Linked DNA regions of Ovis aries: regions 2 and 3 are each linked to region 1. A link is a contact called in public Hi-C data. All regions are on one chromosome and are shown on one strand. Each heading gives the region's core, a stretch centred on a gene start, on an enhancer-like site or on the middle of the called end of the contact. The rest is flanking DNA. Distances are from core to core; before and after follow the strand shown. Region 1 holds the start of DENR (density regulated re-initiation and release factor). Region 2 holds the start of KNTC1 (kinetochore associated 1). Region 3 holds the start of ZCCHC8 (zinc finger CCHC-type containing 8).

Region 1 (2,700 bases), core at 143-2,642:
AAGATTATGCTAGATGGCTTCATACACACAAAGCTCTGAGCAGACAATTTAAGGGTGGTACTGGTGGTGGCAAATGAAGTTGTAGTCAAGGGGAAGAATGAAACAGATGTGAGTGGAGGAAACAGCAAAATAGAAAAGAACCACCTCCAACATCTACAAAGCACTTTTGGTCTCCATTTCCCTAACCCACATCTCTTCAACTGTTGTAGTGTTATTCCCATTTCCTAAATAGGACTCAGGCTGAAAATGGATACGAAGGGTTTTTCCCAAAATGAAACAACTAGATGGAAGCAAAGCCAAGACACACCGTGAGTGAAAACCTGATGAGAAATGGACTATTTCCTGCAGTATCAGTAAACAAAGGATGTCACAGTCATCATCACCACCAAACTATGAGCTGGTGAACCCTGAGGGAACTTGGGAAGGAAAAAACTACCTGCCATCTAGCAGTCATCAGACTACAGCTACTCCCTACAATGAGCACTGAGGAAACTCAGGATGGGAAAACACAGGATATTGGCCCCAGGTAGCTGACGTGTATATTAAAGGAAAGATTTCAGTAAGCCCAGACTCCTGCATCTACTCTCACACAGAAAAATCACTTAATTTCTTTACTTGACATACCTGATTTTCTTTAATTAACAATAATCTTTTGGTTTTCAGACTACCTGCTCCTTGCTGCAAAATGCCTATATATCCTGGCTTCTGTCCTCCCCAGAACAGTTCTCTCAGGGTTAACTTGAGAAGCTGCCTCCTAGGCTTGAAGCCCTAAAATTCCAGCCAAGTAAAACCTAACTCGCAATCTTGAGGTTGTGAATACTTCTTTAGTCTACAGTGACGTGGGAGAGTTTAATTCCAATTTAAAACATATATAAGGATCAGTAAACACCAGGAAGCTGTGAAAATAGTTGTTAGGTTGGTGAAATTGCAGGACAATGAGAAAAATGGAATAGCATTGACACTGTCTTTTTAAAAAGAATTCCGCCAATATAGGGCAGGTCGTTGAAATTAAACCAAACGCATTTTCCAGTTGCAATCTCCCCGCGGAGGAATGACATCCAATAGGCTGGAGGTTAGTCAGGACTGAAGGAGGCACTCCAGACCCCAGGGCCACGGCCACGTCCCCGCCTCAGCAGCAAGCAGTAAGCAGTCTTCGCTTTCCAAAGAGCGCCCCCTTTCGCGCCGCGACCGCGGACCACCCACCCTCTCCCACAAGTAACGAGCACCGCCTACTGGCTGTCAGCCTCTAGGCTGCTTGGCCCCGCCCCTGAGCGAAATGCGCATGCTCTCCAATTCCTCCCCGCCCCAGCCTTCAGGCTTCTCGCGACAGCCGCCCGGCGGCCACTGAGTCTCGCGATAAAGGCTTATTATCTCGCGGGACCGCCGCTGGTAGACGCGCTCTCGGGCGGCTCTGGCTGGAGAAGAGGAATCGCATGTGTCGCTTCAGCTGGCGGTAGTGGCGGGAGCGGAGGCGGTGGAGGCTGTGCGACCGCCTGGGTAATAACCCCTCGTGCCTCTCCCGCTTCGGAGAAGCTTGTAGAGAGCGTGAGGAAGCTGAGGTGCTGTCCGGCGGAAGGGGGCCGGGCCGGGCGCCTCCACACCCCCGCCCACATGGGCCGCTCTGGTGTCCCCGGGGTTGCCCCTGTCGCTTCAGGTCGCGCCCTCACACCTGACCGCCCTTGTCGCCTTAGTCCTGTTACATTCTGCTCCTTTCTGGTTCTTTTGCCCGTATTCTTATCTCCTCAGACTCTAGTCTCCCCGCCCTCTCCCACTTCCATCCCCTCTCCCGACTCTAAAGCGTCCCTTTCTTGGCATCCAGCCGCCCCCACACCCTGCACTCTGGGCGCCTCCGGCGACCCACCCCTTCTTCACCCCCTCTTCGTAGGTTTTTCCAGCCCCTTCAGCTGCTTCGTGGCCTTTCTCTGTTGTACTTTGCATCCCTCCCGAATCACCCCCTAAACCTTTTGCCTTGCCCCCACCGAGGTCACTATCCCCATCCTTTTTTCCCATTGCTGCTGCTTCCACCGGTGCCCCCCCCCCGCCCCGCCCCTCGTTGTCATGGTCCATTTGCTATGAATCTCACTGTTGTCGCTCGCTTTCCTGGAAAATGGTGTGCCCAGAATTACTCATATTTTATGGATCCAGCTTCTTACCTTTCATTCAGCAGAGAATTGAAACAGATTTGGGGTGGGGGGATTTCTACTGGAAGACAAGGTTACACTTGAACAGTGTTTCTCTCAGGGCCTTGGTCCCAAATAGTGAAGCTGTGTTATTTTCTTTTCTGACAGGTTTTGAAATGGCTGCTGACATTTCTGAATCCGGTGGGCATGATTGCAGAGGAGACCAGAGGAGCAACACCAAGTTAGATGCAGATTACCCACTTCGAGTCCTTTACTGTGGAGGTAAGTGTTGGAAGGCAGAAAATGGCTTTTACTCACCGTATTTTTAGACGTTATGATCAGTGGCTTCACATTTGGTCCAAGTAATTTTTTCATCTTTGTCATTTGGTGAATCTTTAATTGGGAGTTGGGGAAGAGGAGGCATGGATGAACAGATTTTCCCAACCTGTGGGACTTGTGTCTTGCTACTTGGCCTGGAGAAATTTTCAGTCCAGTTGGAATAGACATGTGTAAATAGATTATTCCAGCCCAAAGTAACTTTCCAGTCTGGCCGTTAAAGTTGGGCTTCTTGTAAGATAAT
Region 2 (2,700 bases), core at 150-2,649, 170 kb before region 1:
AGTACTCCAATGATTAGGCTGAGTAAACTACCAGTTTTTCTATATATGATCCTATTTATTTTCAAAAGCGAGAAAACAACTTTTTAATCAGTGGAAAAGGATGCAAAATGTTTGCAATTTTCTTTTAACCGGGTACAGTAAAACAAAATATTCCCACAATAATGCGATCCATCTGGATTGGGTATCATATCCAAAGTAGGCTTATTTTACACAAGAGGTAATTGAAAAATTCTAATTTTCATTTAAAATTAAACGGGCCAATGAAGGACTCAAATTTAAAATAACAACGGCAATGATAGGGCTTGTTTCTCAAAGACTTCAAAACGGAGCATCATCAGTCCGAATTCGTAGTTTCAAAGTCTTCTCCTAATTAAATCGAATTTCTACTCCCTTCCAGAAACTCGTTCCCCGGATGCTTACTAAGGAATAAACTAAGGTTTACGCAGACGCAACACTAATTGAAATTTTGCGATTAGAATTGTCTCATTGAGCGTGGGCAAAATGATCGCTCCTAGACTGCTCTCTTTTCGCCTTCTGTCCCTTACAGGCACCGCCTTTCTGACCCAATACTTTTCAGAGACGACCCCTGATCCCTTTTCTCTTTTCCCCAGCCCTCTCCCACTGCGAACATAAATGCCCAAGCTTTAACGAAATTCAATAAACCCACTAACTAGTGAGTAAGCTAAACTGCAGTCAGTCCTGTGAGCCAAAAGAACAAAATACTGGGAAAGAGGCAGGAAAGTTCTGGAAAAAAAAAAAAAGACACTCCCTGCTGCTCCCCACCCCCAACAACAGCGCCTTATTTCCCCCTCCCTACAGCAGCCAGCCATGATGGCGGGCGCAGAAGAAGGCCAAGGCGCCATTTTGTCCACACATAAGCGCGGACAACAGCCCTGGAAGCCGCTCATCCCTTGTTTGGAGAGTAACAGGAAACTATCCACGATTTTAAACTCAAATTTGGCACCCACCGCCATAGTCCAGAGTCTTGGCCGCAACGGCGGCGCCTCCACTTGCCACTTTTCACAGTACTGGCCGCTTCGACGCTTCGCCACAGACTGAATCGCTCGCGCAAGAGACCCGGATGGCACAAAGGGGAAAAGGCACGGCGCACAGCACAGCTTGCTGGGAGGAAAAGGGGTGGGGATAAGAGTTTCTGTAGCAACGAGGTTAGACGGTGATTGGTTGTTCTTTTGAAGGAGCGGGTAAGGCGGGGAGAGGGCGGGGCCAAGGACGTACCACAGAAGGCTCTGCGTGGTTTCAGAACTGGTGGAATTTAGGGTGGGGCGACTTCCTATTTCTCTTCTAGAGCAATCTTGGCCTCCCCTGGTCGCCGTAGAAGGGGTTGGGCTTGGTTTTCTCCCGCCAATTTAAACCTGTGGCAAAGACCCTTAAGACTTTAGGAGCGGTTGTGGGAGCGTGGATGCGGGTGAGGTAATTTTGAGTGTTTAATTTCTTCAATTGCAGGTGAGGAGGGGGAGCCACGCTACTATAGGAGCTGGGGGGTGGGGTGGTTTTAGGTCGAAATAGAAACCTCAGCTCAGTTTGGGGTGTTTTCCTCTTAGGACGCCTATGGGAGATGGGTTGGAGTTATTTCTTGCTGGCCCTTGTCTAACTTAAAGCACTTAAGCAAGGAGGCCTATTTGAAACTTTCATTTCGTTTAATTCGTTTATGTGTTCACTCAGCACCCAGTATAATCTCAAACTTAATCACATCACAGGCCTACTTAGTATTTCCACCCTAGCACTGAGGATGAAAGCCAATCTTGTAATCAGGGATTCATTGGTTCCACCTGTTGGTTTAGCCCCCGAAATATCCCATTCTTCATATGGCCCTTCAGCAGCTCCAAACTCATTCCACCCTTTGCATCTTTGATATTCGGCCTGCATCTTTGTGTCCCCAGAGCCTTACATAGTTGCCTTGTCTTGTTATTCGGATCTCAGCTCAGTTGTCTTCTCTTTCCCTGCCCAGATTTTTTTACACGCCACCCCCCATTCACCTGAGCATTGTTTGTAGTTGTGCGTTTACTTATTTTTTTTTTTTAATAGGGAAGCAGTATAACAGTAACTGGCATGAATTTGAATCTTGTCTAGCGACATCGTTAACTCATTTTAGGTGTCCATGGCCCTTTATTTAGTCCCTGATTCATGCTTCTCAGCTGTAAAATGGATTGTTGTGCAGATTAAATGAGTAATACATTCAAACTGTCTTGCCTACTCAATACCCCATTTATTTTTGTCTGTCTTTCCTATGGGATTTGAATTTCATAATGACAAAGACCTTTTCTGTCTTCTTCACAGATGTATTCCCAGCTCTCAAAACAGTGCCTGACACATAGTAGACATTCAGTAAACGTTTGTCAAACGAGTGTGACATACCTGGGAGGCTGATAATATTTCTCTGTTCTTACAGATGGTGGGACTCTGAAACTCATAGAAGTGTTTACTTCAGCCTGTCTTAATCTCCTCCCAATTCCTGCCCAAACACAGCCACTAAAATTATTGTCTATTCTAATGTGCCTTGTTTTCGTGCCCTTGCTTACACTCCTAGTAAGAGCTCTTCCAATATTTAAGAAGCTCCTGTAACCTTAAATACTAGCTCAAATGTTACCTTCTTCCACCAATACAGTAGTGGATTAGCTGCACTTAAAAGTGAGTGCTTGCCATGAAACCAAGCATTGTTTTGTGACCGTTTGAAACTGG
Region 3 (2,700 bases), core at 181-2,680, 190 kb before region 1:
TGTTAAGGAGTATCGCCCTCATTAAACAGAAATAAGATCATAAAATTCAACTACTAACCTCACTTTTGATGTCAATGTTATAAACATACGTTACAAAAGTTAAAAGATAAATGTTTTGAGGACGACACATTTACTGACCTTTTCTGTTGCAGGACTCGTACCTGGATCTAAAAAACTAAAATACATACCCTTCCAACATGGTATTTCTAAGACAGGGTCATGTAATTCAAAAGAGACTAACAGACTGAAACCAAAAATGCTATTCGGACAACGGTGTACCGTCAGAAGTTAAACAGCCACTTAAGAAAACGTTCCAGGTCAAAAGCATCATGATAACTCAATAAGGTAAATGCAGCATAACAAACTGTTAAGAAATGAAAAATCTAGGATGGGATCTATGAATGTTCACCGCCAAATCCTTTCAACTTTTCTATCTTTAGAAATTTTCCACAATAAAATGTCCAGGAAAAAGGCATTATGAAAAAAATGGCTTCGAAAACCTTACACTAGAAAACAGTTCCTGAACCAAAATTGTAAGCCAAGTAAAAATAAACAAAAAATTTTAAAATAAGTTAACCCCCACCCGCAAACACCCAGTAAGAATATATTAACACATTTTACTAGAAAGCCTGTGGACACGTAACTATCAAACGGAAACGTAATGCACATTCCACACGGAAGCTGATTCAAAGTGGAAGAACTTTCAAATGAATCCCCAATGGTCATCAGGCAATGAACCATTTCTCTGTGCCTGCCTCGGCTCCTTAGGAACCCCAACTCCGCAGAATAGGACCACTAACTTTGGCCCCGCCTTAAAAACACATCTGCGCCCAGGTCAAAGTAGCCGGTATCGCCTAATACACCACACAGCGTGTCTGCATCAACTTTACACTGGTTCCGAAAAAGGAGACCGGATAATGACTCAAAAGACGGGAAGAGACGTGGTGAACAGTCTATAACTGAACAGTTCAAACAGTCCGGAATAGCGCTAAAATCCCGCCCCAGACTCGCGGACGGGAGAAGCGAATGAGGTCGAGGAGACGAATCCCACAAGGAGAGAGGTCTGCGCCGAGGCCTCGAGGACAGCTTACGCAACCTGAACCCTAGATTCTCAGGCTGAATTCTGGCCCTTGTGGAATTTCCGCCTGAGCCCTCCCGGCACGGGCCCCACCACAAGCCCCGGTGACAGGGCCCAGCGAACGGGAAGGATATTCTCGGCGCGGAGCTGCTCGATGGTTTCCTCGCACTGCCGAAGCCGTTCCCGCAGCTCCGCGTCGCCAGTCCCATTCTCGTCCTCCTCGTCGCCATTGTCGTCCTTGAAGCGGGTATGAACGGGCTTCGGAGTCGACTCCTCGGGGTGGTCAAACGCCTCGAACAGCTCTAAGTCGCCAAAATCCACCTCCGCCGCCATTTTGGGCTGTGGGAAAGATACGAGAAGAGGCGGAGCTGGCCACCAGGCCGGAGGCGAAGGTTTTGTTGGGCGGAACCGCTCTCTACTGCCCCCAACGCGCTAAGCCACCCAAGCAGCGTTTCCTCCAAACGTAGGCCGCCGAAGTTGCACAAGGGGCGGGCCAGTCCTGTGAGACTACAACTCCCAGAATGCAGTGGCGTCTCCTTTACCCACTTCTGAAATTGCTTGGGACCATGGCATTCTGGGATATGTGGTTTCTAGGCGACTGTTAACTCATTGTTTGCATTGCATACTGGGATCGGTTGGTTTTAACGTGAAAAAAGCCGAACCAGATCAGAAAGTGTTACAAAGCGAGTTGTCCCGGTTTTGCCTCAAAAGCAGAAAAAAAAAAAAAAAGAGCACGATGCATGGATTGTCACAGATTCTGGTGTTCGTCCCAAACAGCAATAAGGAACTCCAGTTTTGCCACAGACTACCTTTTTTGTTCTTGGAGAAGGTACTTCAGTTGATTGGACTTGTTTCACTTTTTCATAAAAAGCTAGCTTGATTTTAAATTATTTTAGATTTGTCCCTAGAAGCTTTTGGTGGTATCTCTCCTTCAATCAGCCCACTCCAGTACTCTTGCCGAGAAAATCCCATGGACGGAGGAGCCTGGTAGGCTGCAGGCCATGGGGTCGCTAAGAGTCAGACACAACTGAGCGGCTTCACTTTCGCTTTTCACTTTCATGCATTGGAGAAGGAAATGGCAACCCACTCCAGTGTTCTTGCCTGGAGAATTCCAGGGACAGGGGAGCCTGGTGGGCTGTCGTCTATGGGGTCGCACAGACACGACAGAAGCGACTTCGCAGCATCACTCTTTCATTCAACATTTATTTACCGAGTTCTGTGTGCCAGGCACTGTTCTAGGGGCTGAGGATGCAAGAGTGAGCGAAATAGAGATGGCCCTGCTTTCACAGGGGGTGCAGTCTAGCAAAAGAAACAAAAGAAAAGTGAAAGTCGCCAAGTAGTTTCCACCTTTGGGACCCTATGGACTGTAGCCTGCCAGGCTCCTTTGTCCATGGAATTCTCCCGGCCAGAATACTGAAGTGGGTAGCATTCCCTTCTCCAAGGGATCTCCCAACCTATGGATTGAACACAGGTCTCTCGCATTGTGAGCCAAGTCTTTACCAGCTGAGTCACAAGGGAAGCCCAAGAATACTGGAGTGGGTAGCCTATCCCTTCTCCAGGGGATTTTCTGGACCCAGGAATGGAACTGGGGGTCTCCTGCATTGCAGGCAGATTCTTTACCC

The links. Hi-C and Micro-C count contacts between places; a contact is called where the count stands out from the background.
Region 2: a Hi-C map of hypothalamus shows a contact between it and region 1, with 4 times the contacts expected there. The contact joins the promoter of KNTC1 here to the promoter of DENR in region 1. A contact is called at or near these places in 2 of 16 Hi-C or Micro-C datasets (hypothalamus and skin fibroblasts).
Region 3: a Hi-C map of tail adipose tissue shows a contact between it and region 1, with 2.4 times the contacts expected there. The contact joins the promoter of ZCCHC8 here to the promoter of DENR in region 1. A contact is called at or near these places in 2 of 16 Hi-C or Micro-C datasets (blood and tail adipose tissue).

What each region holds. Positions count from the first base shown.
Region 1 is chr17:52,790,225-52,792,924 of ARS-UI_Ramb_v3.0, reverse strand. DENR (density regulated re-initiation and release factor) reads left to right here and starts at 1,392. Exons shown (of 7, transcript XM_060400753.1): 1 at 1,392-1,559; 2 at 2,289-2,402. The coding sequence starts at 2,297.
Region 2 is chr17:52,958,912-52,961,611 of ARS-UI_Ramb_v3.0, reverse strand. KNTC1 (kinetochore associated 1) reads left to right here and starts at 1,399. Exons shown (of 61, transcript XM_060401137.1): 1 at 1,399-1,431. It overlaps RSRC2 (arginine and serine rich coiled-coil 2), which reads right to left and starts at 1,095. Exons shown (of 10, transcript XM_012097740.5): 1 at 969-1,095. The coding sequence starts at 974.
Region 3 is chr17:52,981,040-52,983,739 of ARS-UI_Ramb_v3.0, reverse strand. ZCCHC8 (zinc finger CCHC-type containing 8) reads right to left here and starts at 1,430. Exons shown (of 14, transcript XM_004017335.6): 1 at 1,213-1,430. The coding sequence starts at 1,411.